Linked DNA regions of Bombyx mori: region 1 is linked to region 2. The links are chromatin contacts, called in public Hi-C maps. All regions are on one chromosome and are shown on one strand. Each heading gives the region's core, a stretch centred on a gene start, on an enhancer-like site or on the middle of the called end of the contact. The rest is flanking DNA. Distances are from core to core; before and after follow the strand shown.

Region 1 (7,303 bases), core at 3,896-6,395, 75 kb before region 2:
AAGAAGAATCTTTCCTCGAAAAAACCTCATACGCATTGGCTAAGAGTCCCTAAAAAATTGTCAAATAATTACTGAATAAATAAGGCCCTGCGTTACGAGTGTTGGAAACATGCAACACCAGTACATGCCTCCCGGCATCAAATAATTAAATTTTATCAATTGCAATTTCAATTTCGGTTCAATAGAGAATATTATGTTCCAAAACAGGGACATCATGTCGCAAAGCCACACCGGCGCGTTCCCGACTCGCTACAAACGCGCACCCGGAGCGGCGGTCATGACACAGTCCCACTATGGTAACACCGACTAAATGTTGCCAGCTTGAAGCATTGTGTTGCCATGTACAGCTTTATACAAACAAACAAAAAATGTATGTTGCCTTGTATTGTTCATTTCCTAGATTTTCAATCGAATGCTAATAGTATTGCCACCTTTGTTTGTGATCTTTCTTTTTTTCATGTGTTGGTAAATTAATAGCATGTTCAAACGCATGTCATTGTCGAGTATAATGTATTGGCAGCCCAGTGGTGTGATGCGAACGTATAGGGACCTACTGTAAATTTAAAATCATTTTTAAGAGAATGAAGGGTAAATACACATTCAAACAATTCCGACAGTGTCTTATGGACTCTTACAGTGCTCCCGGGAATACCTACTTGTTCACTTTGAACTTTGTGCGTGTTTGTTTACACAAGTCGCGTTATTATACCTACATATAATTATAACGTAATTATATTAAGCTATAGAAAGTTATTACGGTATTGATAAAAACGATTTCAAATCGGCCCAATTGTTCTGTGCCTAATGCATCCCTTCAATTAACTTTGAAAGTGCATTATGATTGGATGTTTATTTTGTCAATTGGCAACTGTCGTTATGTCGAAGTTCATGTTATAATTAATGTCAATGTATTGCTAACAAATGCTCCAAAATGTGTATCCTAATGAACTTCACATGTCCCCGTACAAATGGTCCAAAAACGAAAAACAGTGTAAATACTGCACTTAGTCAGAGTAAATAGCGGACAAAGAGGTACACAACTCAAATGTCACAGACGTACTGTTTTACCATAAATTTCATCATTTCTTTTACACGGATTTTCCCAAGTTCTAATTTTAATACAGTGTGTTAAGTGCGAGTTTTAAAACGTTCTCGATAGCGTAAATGTTAACTCAAATTTGTATGGAGTTGGAACAGCGCCTCTAGCGGCAAACGTAGCCAAACGTTCCAACTCCATACAAAATTGAGTTAATTTTTACGCTATCGAGAACGTTAAATAACTCCCACTAAGCACACAGAAAGGTCGTGCGAGCAAGTCCGCTCAGATGGGTACCATCTCCCTGTCGTATTTGTGCCAGAAAATTGAAGATCTGCTTGTGCATAGACTCGTGGTTTGAATAACAAGCGTTACCCCACTGGGCCCCATCATTTAAAAAAAACGTTGCGCGTGCAACTTGGTTTACGTGAATGAAGTTAAACTTCTTTTTCGATGTGTAGTATTGTGGTTTACTTCATTTTTCATCCTTAAATCGGATTTCTCTTGTAATAGGGAATGCTATGTATAAGAAATGCGACATCTTCAACACTTATATTATATATGTTTTAAATTATAGATAGGAATTAAAATATATATTTATGTATTTAAATACTTCATTAAAATATTGGCCCAATACTCGTTGCTGACGCTTGCGGCTGACCTGTACCAGGTATACTACGCGCATGCGTTCGAGTGCCACGCATTCACCCCCGCTCTGTCTCTTTCTATTCCCCCTCCCCAGGAGCGTTAAACGTTTAACGCAACCTTTTAGGATGTCGCATTAGAAGTTTCACTTCAATAGTTGGTTATATTTAAAAGAATATAAAATTGCAGAGACGTTTAGCGGCCAGTGCACCCCGGGACCGAGGTGGAGCCCCCGGCGTCGGCCGTGGCGCTGACCCGCTCCGCCGCGGACTTGCATGCCGCGGCTTTTCGCCCACTGTCTGTCTAATAGATACGATCTATAAACTGAAAATTTTTTATATTTTAAAATTTACAAATTGGCTAATTTATGTAATTTGGTCTAGAAGATAACTTAAATTGGGCTGCCTTATTATTAACTAAATATATTTTAAAATTGCCAGCTTAAGGTAAGTATTTTGAGTCAGACGCTGGTAACACTGCAGACATTTTGAACTTTTATTAGCAAAGTGACAAAATGTTGTCTTAATAAATGTAACTTTTGAATAGGGTAAGCTAACAAGGAGCTTTTTTGCGCTTACAAAAATTTTACACAAAAGAACAAAGTTCAAAACTACCGATTATTTTAGTTATAAGAGTGAGATAAATTATGGTTGTAAATTAAATTATTCCATTCGCTAAAGCTTCCGAAAGATAAGTGCCTATAGTTTGGATTGTATTCAAAAATTTTAAATAAATTTCGTGTATTCGTAATTTCTATTTAGCATAACAAATTGTACCTATATAAAATGTATTTTTATTCTATTTAAAAAAAAAAACCTTTTTAACTGCTTTAAATGAGGCCTTTGTATGTAATTTTTTTTAGAATAAGTTAGTGACGTTCTGCAACGTGTGGGTCACTGGGCAGCAGCAGTCGGTGCACTTTGGTGTCTACTGCAGCCAAAATAATGTACGAAACAAATAAAGTCACGCTTAGATTTAAAAAAAAAATATTTTTTCCTGCTCAGCCTGAGGTGATGAGTAGGTGCGGTAGATGATGCTTTTTTAGTTTTGCAAACGGGAACTGACAGCTTAATCGATATGTTGACAAATAGCTACAAACAAAATTTAAAAAATGTAAGAATTTTAAATTTCTATCAAAATTAAAATTTACTTAATTCCTTTTGATAAGATGTTTTGAATTTTTATTCTAAGCATTTTCGTTTTAAATTATCCAAACGCTCTCTCACTCGGGCTCTCAGCGGGCTTGTTTTCGGAAAGTAACTTTAGTATATACACACAACAAGATCTCTTGAACAAAACAGATAAGACTTCAAAATACATAAATACAAATCACTAGTAGTAAATAGTACTGATTTTCAAACGACACAAAAAAAAATGTATTTCTCTTTTCTAGTCACCCCACCGCAGACTTGATCTCTCTCGTGTTGTCATAAGTACTAAATTATTGAATTATGCTTTCCCAATATGTAAGGGTCTATAAACAAATACAGCCTCAGCCGATAAACATTACTCATCGATTAATGTAAAGAAACAATCTTCTAATTTTGGCTCCGTAGAGTGCTCCTTATCTCTACGAACTCCAGGGCTCATCAAGTTTTACGAAAATCTATGTCAATTTCTTTTCAATATTTACTGTTGATAAAAGACACAAATTAAAATCTTGTCAAAATATAATTTACATCACTAGAAATTCACTAACTCGTTATTGGAGTTTTGTGTCCGAGGCGTATTTGCTTTTATACCTATATGCATACTAAATGTAACCTAAAATACAATACTTTGTTTTTGAAATATTTTATAAAGATTGTTTATTTTTTTAACGTTTTTTGTGAAGAGATTCAAATAATCAAGTTCTACCTGAACCATATGACTTTGGCACTACCGAGCAAGATGTCCGGAATATTTTCGTTATTATACCTTTTTACATAATAAATGAAACAAAAGTATGTTGGTTTTTTATTTATTTTTCGTTCCACATACAGACCCATCTGATTTTACAATAAAATATCGAATTTGGTAAAAAACTTTTTCACGACGTAAAATAATAATAAAAATGCAGCACATCATCATTTGACAGTGAGCAAACGAATGAAACGAAACGACTATGAGTAATTATTTGAAATTTAGACTGAAGCAAATTCTGAAGCACAAATATAATCACACAATTTATATTAACTATCACGGTATTAAATAGAACCCTCTCTGCGTAGTGGTAACTATTATTTTTCAGCACCACTTTGGGAGGGCTCAAGATCACATTAAATAGACTAAGGCAGAGTGTATTTTACATACGGGACCTCCACATCATTCCCGTCATCATCATTGCAGCACAATTCAAAAACTAATGCATTCACATGCGGTTCCAACTTCTTCTTGGACACTTTTGTGACCACCTCCGACATTGGCAGGTTCAATCGTTCCAGCCGCTTGGCTTTGGGCATGAAGAACGAATAAAGCATGCACACACCTTGAGACAACATGGTGATCTCCAACTTGTGTTCGTTTTTGAAGTGATCTAAAAATTGCTGTAATGTAATCTCTCCTTTAACTTCAAATCTGTCCCATAATGTCCACTTATTCTCATTGTAGGTGTTGGTCGACGGCGCAATCGGTTCAGAGAAACCGAAGAAGGGCAGGGCAAGGTTGACGAAGCCGTTCTTGAACACTTCCAGCTTATTGAAGCCTTGGGCCAGTTTGTAAAGTTCGAGGCAGACTAAGCCAGCCACCACGGATGTTGTAGTGGCAATGGCAGGGATAATCTTGCCAGCGATGAGTTTAGAGCGATGTCTGTCGGCTGGCGTGATCTTGTAGTTGGTAGCCCGCAGGTTGGAGGCGGCAACGATGAAGTCCATGTGGAAATTTGTATCATCATCTTTTTCGAATTCTAGCGGTGTGATCTTAAGAGATCCGAGTTTGCTTGGAGACGGCAGCTCTGCGATCATGTTCTTAACCCTGTCTTGATCCATCTCGTCATTGTTTTGCTGTAACTGGGCGTCGCTCACCGCGATCTTCACGCCGGATTTGGGGCTGAATTTCGGTACCTGAATTATAAAATAGAATAAAATAACCACCATCAAATGTCTAGGATACATTTTTGTTTCGTTGTTGTTTGTAATGTTCTAGTTTATAGGAAAATAATAAATTTTAACAAATATAGGTCTGATATTTCATTAACAATGCCTGTGATACTAGTTAATATCTATTAAATAGAAGCGGATGCACCAGGTGTATGAATCAAATTGTTCTACAACCTATTATCACATGATCCAAGATGCAACATAAGTAGAGTTACTCTTGCCGTAAACAATGATTTATTCAGAGTTTTACGTACCTGTATGCTAGCGGCAAGCTTGGCGATGTTTTCCCTGTCAACACAGGATGGGATTCCATATACCGTAGCCCTGAGGTTCGCTGCGGCAACAATGTAATCGACGTGTAGTTCATCATTAGGATCGAAGGCGAGGGGTGAAGGACAACGCTTCGGTCCGGACCAGAAAGGCGCTCCGCTCGTGGTCAACTGTTTCGCCGGGAAGTTGTAAAGGAGCTGCTTGATCTGGTTCGCGTATTGGTTCTCCCAATGATGTCTCGCCCATATCACGCAGTCGTCGAAACTGTGAGGGCGTTCGTTTATAGCGTTCTGTAATTTAACAATTTTGGAGATTTACATTTTGTTTTTTTCAAGAGAAACAAATAAAATGAATGGAGTGAAATGAGTATAATTTTTCGTTTCTATTGTAGAAGTTGACCTTGTGAGGTTTTTATGGAGAAGATGGAGGAGGTGTGTGTGTTAGTTGTTTGTCCGTTGCGTGTTGTCCTCCATAAACCTCATCGGAGCGGTCAATAAAACACTAGGTATAATCACATGTTTATTCGCGTCAGCGACCGCGGTGGATCGCTGCATGTAAACCACTGACTGACTAACGTATGTTGCTCATTACTATAAATACATAGCAAGCAGCTAAGCAGGGCGGGGTATCATTCCCCTACAACCTTTTACTTCATAGTAACAGGAAAACATTTTGGAAGGGTTTTCATTCTAAAATTTGTCTGTGCATGTTAACTGATATTAGGAAACATTGAATGAGAGAAGGCGTAGTACTTTAATATAGTCGTTACTCTTGCATAGCTGTATTGAAGGGCAGTGATCAGGTTATTAGGTAGACAGTATGTTTACTACGAGTAATAAAAAATATGTTATATACACTTACTCGCACACTCTCAATAGCATCCAAAGGCTGAGTACCAGGCAATTTAAGACAGCGGTCCAAGAAATTCGGGTCCTGCAAGTATTGGGCAGCATGCTCAGCAGCCTGACGGAATAAACCTTCGAATTCATCGCGAGCCCATTGTAGTGTGTGTTCAATGGCATTCGGGAAGTTCTTGAGCGTACAAATAGGAATACTCTTCTCGGGAGGGTCCTGGGATGAGCTGTAAGATTCCGTAAGGAATGGAACAACCACCTAAAACGTAAATTACTGATGTATTAATGTTATTTCTTTTGATATGATTATATCTTGCTTAATATTTTCTTTACTTATATATTATGAAATATTATTGATTTATGTTTAAAAGATTGTGAAGATTCAGATATCAGTATCAAAACAACTTTTTTTTAATTTACCAAGTTTGAATAGTTAATGATACTTAAAAATCTTTGTGTTTCCAGTATAAGTACTAGACAACGTTAAATCAATTCATAACTATTATTTTCTCTTAGGGTTCTAATTTATATTTGATCATTAACCAATTAATTTTATTCAACGTTTCATGTTATTTCAAATTGTATCTCAAATGCTTTTGATTTTACTAACCTGTGTATTTCCTTTAGTTCCAAGAGTGCCACTCTCCAATAAAGGTTTTCTATAATACACACACCGTCTGTCCATGTATATACGGGCGTCGACATTGTCGAGTGCATTGGCTACACCATCCAATGCTTCAAAGAATGCATCATTGTAGACGGACTCGGTCTCAGGGCAAACTCTGTTTTCTTGTGCCAAAACATTTACTGCTGGATTCATGCGTTTAATTACCTATGACAAAAAAAATATATTAAAAGTATTTGAGTATTACAGTATATATTTATAGTTACTGGTGGTAGAACCTCTTGTGTCTCCGCACGCGTAGGTACCAACACCCTGCCTATTTCTGCCGTGAAGCAGTAATGCGTTTCGGTTTGAAGGGTGGGGCAGCCGTTGTAACTATACTAAGAACTTAGAACTTATATGTCAAGGTGGGTGGTGCATTTACGTTGTAGATGTCTATGAGCTCCAGTAACCACTTAACACCAGGTGGGCTGCGAGCTCGTCCACACATATAAGCAATAAAGTAAAAAAAATATATATTGTGTAATATCTGAAACCAACTAGGGAAACATTAAAACTTAGGCGAGCAAAAACATTTATACATTGAATTTGAAACTAAACTGAAATTCACTGGTTCAGGGAGTAATCTCGAAGCAAACCCTGTGTAGATGGCTACTCTTGTGCTCTCTATAGCAGTACACAAGTGATCTCAAATGTCATTACGAATCCAGCAACTTACATTAGCTGCAGTACTAGATTTCGGTTTCTGTACATCATAAGGCCTAAACAAGAACTGCCTGTTGAGGTTAGACTTCTC
Region 2 (7,507 bases), core at 4,705-7,204:
GCGAAGTAAGTTCCTCTTCTACGGGGGCAAAGACTACCTTCAGCCGGGAGGTTTGCTGGACTACATACCCAAGGACCTGATCCCCGACTTCCTCGGAGGTCCTTGCAAGGTGAGCACTGGTCATTAAATACGTCGCTCTATTCATTCAACTTTTACAGTCGCATAAAGAATTAAAAATAGATTTCAGCTTCTCCTTGACTTGTAGGTGAGCTCACGGGACTCAAACCGGGAGTGTTGCTATGTGTACATTGAACACACTGATAATTCATTTTCTAAGGGTAGCTATTTTATTTTGTCCTGGGCTGTTAATTTCGTCCTTCGTTGGTAGAAAGTGTAGAAACATTGATCCCCGTGGTGTACCATATAGACAACTATAGATACTATATAGACAATGACGTGACCACCGTGACCCCCTTGAGGCATGAGGTTGAAGTTTGACTTACAATGTGTGACGGCTATTCTGCCGTCCGAGCTGGTGCTGCCCTCCAGTGAATGGACTGGTGATGCAGTGCGCGATGGAGTCGCCCTCCCCGGGGATACAACTGTGGGGGAGGGAGGGGAGGGGTAACCTCGTAGGAGAATTAAGCTTAGAGATGCAGTTAGGTTGAGGCGCGCTGTACCATAGATAATATACATAAGTTAGTTATAGACAAGCAACGTAAGCAGTCTACCAAAATGTTTACGGGCGTCGGCCACTAGATGGCTTCGCTTCGATTATCTTCTCATTGCTCCTGTAGATGACAGTAACATATTACCTATTCTATATTTTATTTTCAAATGAAGGTATTTGTAAATTTTCAGAAACCACAAATTGATAAAATTTAATCAATTTGTCAACAACAAATAAAGACTTGTATGATTTATTATTTTATTATTTTCTGTGTTTAGTTATACATTAATTAAATGCCTTAACATTAACAAAACATAAGTTTACGGGCATCCGCTACAAGATGTCGCTAGTTTCCATACAAAAAAATATTTGTCTGTAAGTATCGCAGGTTCAAGGCCCTGCGCGGTACCGCGGGTGGTTCTAAGGTGAAACCCCTTTAATTTAGAGTTCTGTTTTTTTTTTTGTTTTCTAACTAACGCCGCAGACGGATGTGCCCGAAGTGTGGATGTACGTCCCGTATCGCTATTACAACTACGTACGAATTTAATATTCAATATAAATGTTTTTTGAACACATCACTCACTGTTCAGTACACGCGTACTCGATACGTGTTCGTCCATTGTGCAAATGTTATTATGTGTTTTAATTGAAAATATTATAATGAAATAGTTTTTATTATTACTACGACTACGTCAGAGCCTAAAGGATGTCGAATTTTTATTTATTTTTTAATCGTTAGATATAAATCGTAATATAATTTGTCACGAGTCTTAGGTTGAACGAAAGGATTCTTTCATTAGGTTGAGTTTATGAAGTTTAGCGGGATGAATGCCATCGAAATCGTGACAAGATCGTGATTATTTAATCCAAGTATAGTTCGTACAGACCCCTCGTACAAACGTCAAATGTCTTGTCTACTCTTGTTTGCACTTGCAAAATCATAAATTTAATTCAAATGTGACGTCATTTCACTGTAATGTTTAGCTGATTAAACACGGCACTTGTGAGATGTCTATACATATATTTGAGCAAAGCAGTGATGGATTCACACCCAGGCCCGTGAGGCCCGGGCCTAAGGTTACATGTATTGAGGAGGGTCAATATGCTGTCTAATATGATGGAGGTTTGATATGCCAAAATTTCAGAAATGAAAAAAACCCGCACAAGACTACTTTCCCCGTTCAAGCTGTTCTTGATGATAATGTGCATTTAAGTCTGATAGCCTGCAATGAAAATTAGAGAAAAGAAAAGTATTTTTTGAAAATGAGTTCAGATTAATAATAATATGTATAATTTTTTTTATTACAACGTTATTTTAATTTTAAAATAACATTAAAATTTATTCTAATATTAAGGGCGGCATCAAGCCTAAATCCGTCACCGGGGCAAAGATGGCTACCGTCTCGACCATGCTTGAAGGCGAGTGCTAAGAGAGTTTAACGTGCGGGAGCTTTCGGTAATACTTTTAGTGCGTCTGTAATAATAACTGTTATTGAAGGAATTCCAATGTCAATTGTTACAGTGTTATTGATATGACGACATTATCTACTAATTTAATTGAAATAATTGTGATGCGTGTCCGCCTACGGTGACGCTCTTGAACATATGCAGACATAAAATAAATAAATAAATAAATTAATACGACAAAGGAAAGATCTTCCGCCGAGCGGGTGATGTTGCTCGGTAGACCGATGGTCCGAATGTTGTTGTTTAGAACTTGTATATATGCAAGCTTATTTTGAAAATGTCGTGAGATTCAGGCATCTGTCAATTTCTGTGTTGTATGATGGCCACCGCACAGTAGGAATACCTTTCCCTGTATGTATTTAAAGCCTTTAAAAGTATTTCCTATGGTTGTAGAGTTTCGTCCACGAAGGGGGTCTGGTGCTGAAGAGCCTGTACGTGAGCGGCGCCTTCACCGAACGCGAGGGAGACCCGCTCCGGGAGGACAGCATCTACAGATCCGTCAGTCTGGGCAAGGGACAGGTGATGAGTTGCTTGGATTAACGCGCGGATTTTTGTTCACGGGAATTTTGATTTGAAATTAGATCACAGATATACACCTAGTTGATAATAATAATAGAGGAAGTCTGAAAGTGGCACCTGTGACAGAGAAGCGCGCATTTCTCAACTTCTGCGAGTGACATGCAAGATGCGTGACATGCGCATTTGAAAATATTCAATTTTACGTAAATGCTTATTTATACAAATGCAAATCATAGTAACACACGACGTAACAGAAACAGAAAATGTCTTCCGTATGGACACTAAGGCATGTTGCGATGGATATACTGGACTACTGGAGGTATAACTTAAGGGTTGAAGTCAGACAGGCGACTGGTCGTAAACTCGTGCCAAATTCCTATAGAGCACGAGAAGAGGACGTGCCTTTACACACAATATGGAATAAGGGCAAGAAGAAGATTAAAATGTCATATAGCGGTCGTCTAAAGCTGGGATATCCTCGCAGGGAGTTAGGGTCTGGGTTGTTGCTAGGATTTTGTATGCATGCAAGTTTTCTTGTGAATTTTAGCAGCGCGATTCAAGTTTATACCATATTCCTTGTAATTTATAACTTCCGCCACAGACTCCAGCGACAATTTCAAGATGACTTTGCAAATACGACGCATCTCCGAAGAACGTTCATACTATCTTCTCTATTTCGTTTCTTCTAATCTGATCACGTGAGCGATTTAATTAGTACCTTTAGAACCCTGTGCGCTGGCTCACGAATGCTCAAAGTCGTTTCTGTGCGCAGGTGCACGAGGTCGTCGTGCTCAACAAAGACCCTCAGAGCGTTCTAACCTGGGACTTCGATGTTCTGAGACACGACATAGCGTTCACCGTGTTCAGGAGTGAGCACGAGCTCCACAACCCCGTCGACGAGGTCAACTCAGGTCAGTGGTGTTGTGATATACCCACCCTACATTTGAGGGGTGGTATCTTGCGAGAGAAAGTTAAAACACGCGGCTTGTACTATTATAGTTTTATAAGCGGTTTTTGTTTATTGTTTAAATAGGTGTAAGAGGAGAGTGGGCGAGAGGGTGAGAAAGGAGGTGAGAGGGAAATGAGAGAGAGGTGAGGTAATAGAGGTCATGATCCACGCGGTGCTAAATTGTCAGAATGCCACACCTCAACCTCAATTGTTATTGTAGTATCGTAGCTGTTCCTTTCAGCGGGTTCTGAATTATAATCTAGAATAATTGCTGCCGCACTGAGTTGCTAGCGCTATGACCGGTTTTTAAATTCTGTCAATATACATTCAACGAAATGTTCAGTAAATTTATTGCTAATTATTATCTATATATAAACAGACAAGGACAAAACCGTCTGTTTGTCAAACGATTTTCCTTGTTTCAGTAGCTTTAAGAATTTTAGTATGAACGAAATAAAAGAGGAAGTGTAATAATATATTAAATGAATTTACATCTTAAAGCGCTAAGGACTACGATCGAATTTCGACCATTCTCACACGTTATTCCGAATCCTCCCAAAAACTTTAGGTGCTTTTAGGGATTCTAACCACTGGTCACCGTCCGCGTCGAACCCGTAGGATGGTACTAAGAGCTCGATGTGCAACCTAACCCACAGACACAACCCGATAAGTTTCTCGTCGGAACTTCTCCGATCCGACAGATGTTAAATAAATAATAAATAAATAAATATATATTTACTAACGATCACGCCACGTTAACTGGTCCCGTGCTAAGTTCGTAAAGGACTTGTGTACAGGTACTAGATAACGGAAATAAATGTAAGATTTTATTATACACATACATATATATAATATATACCCATAATCCTGGAAAAGACATTTTTTTATTTATCATACAAATATCTTCCCTTGGCGGGATTCGAACCCGCGACCCCCTTGTGTAGTGACCGTGTCGCTTACCACTACACCAGACGGCCGTTTTTAGTTTTTAGGCCGATGTTAGCAAACTCTTGAGGCTGAGCCCCGTGAACTCCCATATCCGATGAAGCCAGAATAGTCTTCCGAGATTACTTGCAGTAGGTAGAAAAAACAACCAGTGTTTCCACTTACGTTTTCCATTTTACCCTAGTTTCTTAGGAATTTATCCCTAAAATTCCCTAAACAACTTTCATAAATCCCCCCTGGTGCTATGTAGGGAGCATAAATAAAATACAGAAAATACACCACAGCATATTATTTAATGTAGGTATATATAATAACAAAACGCTCACAGAAGGTCATAGATCTATAGGATTAGAATTTTTGGGAAATCGACGCATTGCTTTTATATTCTTTTGCTGCAATATAACACTGTTCGGTTCTAAAATTGAGCAATTGTTTGCTAGCATTCTCAGCTTTGTATAAAGCAAGCCGTTTAGGGTTTTATTAGAAAGCCTGTTTCTTTTGTCAGTTTTTACATATTTTTTTAGTATTTTTTATTGCTTAGATGGGTGGACGAGCTCACAGCCCACCTGATATTAAGTGGTTACTGGAGCCCATAGACATATACAACGTAAATGCGCCACACACCTTGAGATCTAAGGTCTCGGTATAGTCACAACGGCTGCCCCACCCTTCAAACCGAAACGCATTACTGCTTCACGGCAGAAATAGGCGGGGCGATGGTACCTACCCGTGCGGACTCACAAGAGGTCCTACCACCAGTAATTACGCAAATTATAATTTTGCGGGTTTAATTTTTATTGCACGATGTTGTTCCTTCACCGTGGAAGTCAATCGTGAACATTGGTTAAGTACGTATTTCAATAGAAAAATTGGTACCCGCCTGCGGGATTCGAACACCGGTGCATCGCTCGACACGAATGCACCGGACGTCTTTTGAGAACACTGAGTAATCTTTCCACCTCAGTCCTTGAAGAAGGAACTGCTAGTAAAAGTAAGTAAGTTCTGGTGACATCAACGAATATAGGTAAATAAAAATTTGGGAGATTATACTTATTAGGATTATGGGGAATCCCGAAAAAAAAAGTAGGGGTTTAGTCTATGGTTTACTTTACTACAGAGTTACTAGTAAAGGCTTTGCTTTTTACCCCGAAATTCCCTAAATCCTTGTATTTTTCATATTGTCTTTAACCATCCAAAATATCAGCTATTTTTCCCTAAAAACGGGAGAATTTCCTAAAAGTGGAAACACTATAAATAACCCCTCGAAAACCCCCATCCCCCGAGCGCCTGCACCGGGAGGTCGTGCTGATTTGATCTCTTAAATATTTTTTGCTTTTGTTTGATCCATCGCTTGACGTAACGTTTCAGCGTTGTGCGTAGGTGGCGGCGCGGACGAGGGCCGCTCCGTGCTCGAGCAGAAGGGCTGGCGCGAGGGGGAGCACTACCACCGCGTCGAGCCCACCCTGCTGTGCCACGACGGGGAGAGCATACAGGTACCCGGCGGGCAGCTTGCTTACTGCTCCGTTGTATTGCGAGCGTAGTCAAGTAGAGCATAGTGACGTCACTGTTCACCGGCGCCAATCAGGATCTATGTCAGAACTCGTTTAAAAGTGTACGGGATATAAAACAAATATAAGTTTCTCCAAACAATTTTTTTATTGTTTAGATGGGTGGACGAGCTCACAGCCCATCTGGTGTTAAGCGGTTTCTGGAGCCCATAGACATCTATGACGTAAATGCACCACCCACCTTGAGATACAAGTTCTAAGGTCTCAGTAAAGTTACAACGGCTGCCCCACCCTTCAAACCGAAATGCATTACTGTTTCACGGCAGCAATAGGCAAGGCGGTGGTACCTACCCGCGCGGACTCACAAGTATACCTACCAGTTTTGATGATTATATTTATCTTATTTATATTATCTGGTTTGCTGGTGTCTTGCTACCGTTGATGTCCACGAGTGACGTTAATTACTATCAGATGGAGCGTCGATAATGAAATAAGACCCAATTATTTGTGGTGTGAGTACGTAGAGTGCAGTGGGACGTGTGCGCAGGGCTCGCACGTGATGCGCTGCAGCGGCGCCTACGTGCTGCAGTGGCGCTGCGAGCTGCTGGACGCGCCGCCCGCACAGCTCGTCTACTTCCACGAGACGCTCGCCAGCCACCACTACAGGTCACTCCCCCACCCATAACTACACTACACTACACTGCACTACACTACATTACATTACATTACATTACATTACATTACATTACACTACATTACACTGCACTACACTACACTACCGCCGCCCGCTCAGCTCAATGAGAACTAAACACATATTCACGAACGACTTCGCGAGTGCGGGCGCGTGCACACCCGCACGTGGGACGCGCGTGCTGACGGCGTTGAGTAATATCGCAAGATAGCAACGCGCTTGACATAAATGAGTTCATAAATGCTCACGCTAAGCAACCTCAAAACTGTTGTTACGTTATTAAAAAAATTCAAGGAGCCGCAAAGCTTAAAATAAAACTATTGTTGTCCCCTTTCTTCACCAAAGTATAACAAAGACAGAATGTCGCTAATCATCTCACTATTTTTTTATTATTCCTCTTGTAGGCAGACGAGCATACGGCCCACCTGATGGTGAGTCATTACCGTCGCCCGTGGACTTCAGCAATGCCAGGGGCAGAGCCAAGCCGCTGCCTACGGACTGTCTGTAAGCTTTGAGTTTAGTTTGTTTGAGCCCGTGATATCATCCGCAGAGGATCCATGTCGAGCCTGCAGTCGGGCGCCAGCGGGTTCTCGTGCCTCAGCGGCAAGTCCACCGGCAGCTCCTGTCCGTCGCGGTGATGCGAGCCCCCGCCCCCCCGCGCGCCCCACTCCTCGCTCGCGGGCGGCCCCCCTCACGAGGCGGGACACGGATCCGACTAAAAACTAAAAATAAAACATTCGGAACGACAGTGCAATGTTAATTACTAATGAATTTGAACCCTGACGTGTGACCCCTCCGGATTGTCTCACAGACACAGT

What was found. Hi-C and Micro-C count contacts between places; a contact is called where the count stands out from the background.
Region 1: a Hi-C map of midgut shows a contact between it and region 2, with 2.2 times the contacts expected there. The contact joins two enhancer-like sites. A contact is called at or near these places in 2 of 7 Hi-C or Micro-C datasets (midgut and whole pupa).

The regions. Positions count from the first base shown.
Region 1 is chr8:15,611,718-15,619,020 of ASM3026992v2, reverse strand. LOC101739389 (ubiquitin-like modifier-activating enzyme 1) reads right to left here. Exons shown (of 8, transcript XM_004923615.5): 4 at 7,226-7,303; 5 at 6,493-6,714; 6 at 5,890-6,141; 7 at 5,013-5,318; 8 at 3,628-4,722. The coding sequence ends at 3,949. LOC101739530 reads left to right here. Exons shown (of 6, transcript XM_062669887.1): 5 at 208-296; 6 at 1,871-3,627. The coding sequence ends at 1,935. Among protein-coding and RNA genes, the nearest start is that of LOC101739389, 7.5 kb to the right of the region's middle. Within about 2 kb of position 5,145, at least 1 of the 8 cell types and tissues checked has open chromatin away from gene starts, as enhancers often do.
Region 2 is chr8:15,537,133-15,544,639 of ASM3026992v2, reverse strand. It overlaps LOC101739159 (protein real-time), which reads left to right. Exons shown (of 15, transcript XM_004923613.5): 10 at 1-109; 11 at 2,471-2,596; 12 at 3,369-3,507; 13 at 5,859-5,983; 14 at 6,546-6,664; 15 at 7,240-7,507. The coding sequence ends at 7,327. It overlaps LOC110384782 (a long non-coding RNA gene), which reads right to left. Exons shown (of 2, transcript XR_002430181.3): 2 at 7,240-7,507. Among protein-coding and RNA genes, the nearest start is that of LOC110384782, 16 kb to the right of the region's middle. Within about 2 kb of position 5,954, at least 4 of the 8 cell types and tissues checked have open chromatin away from gene starts, as enhancers often do.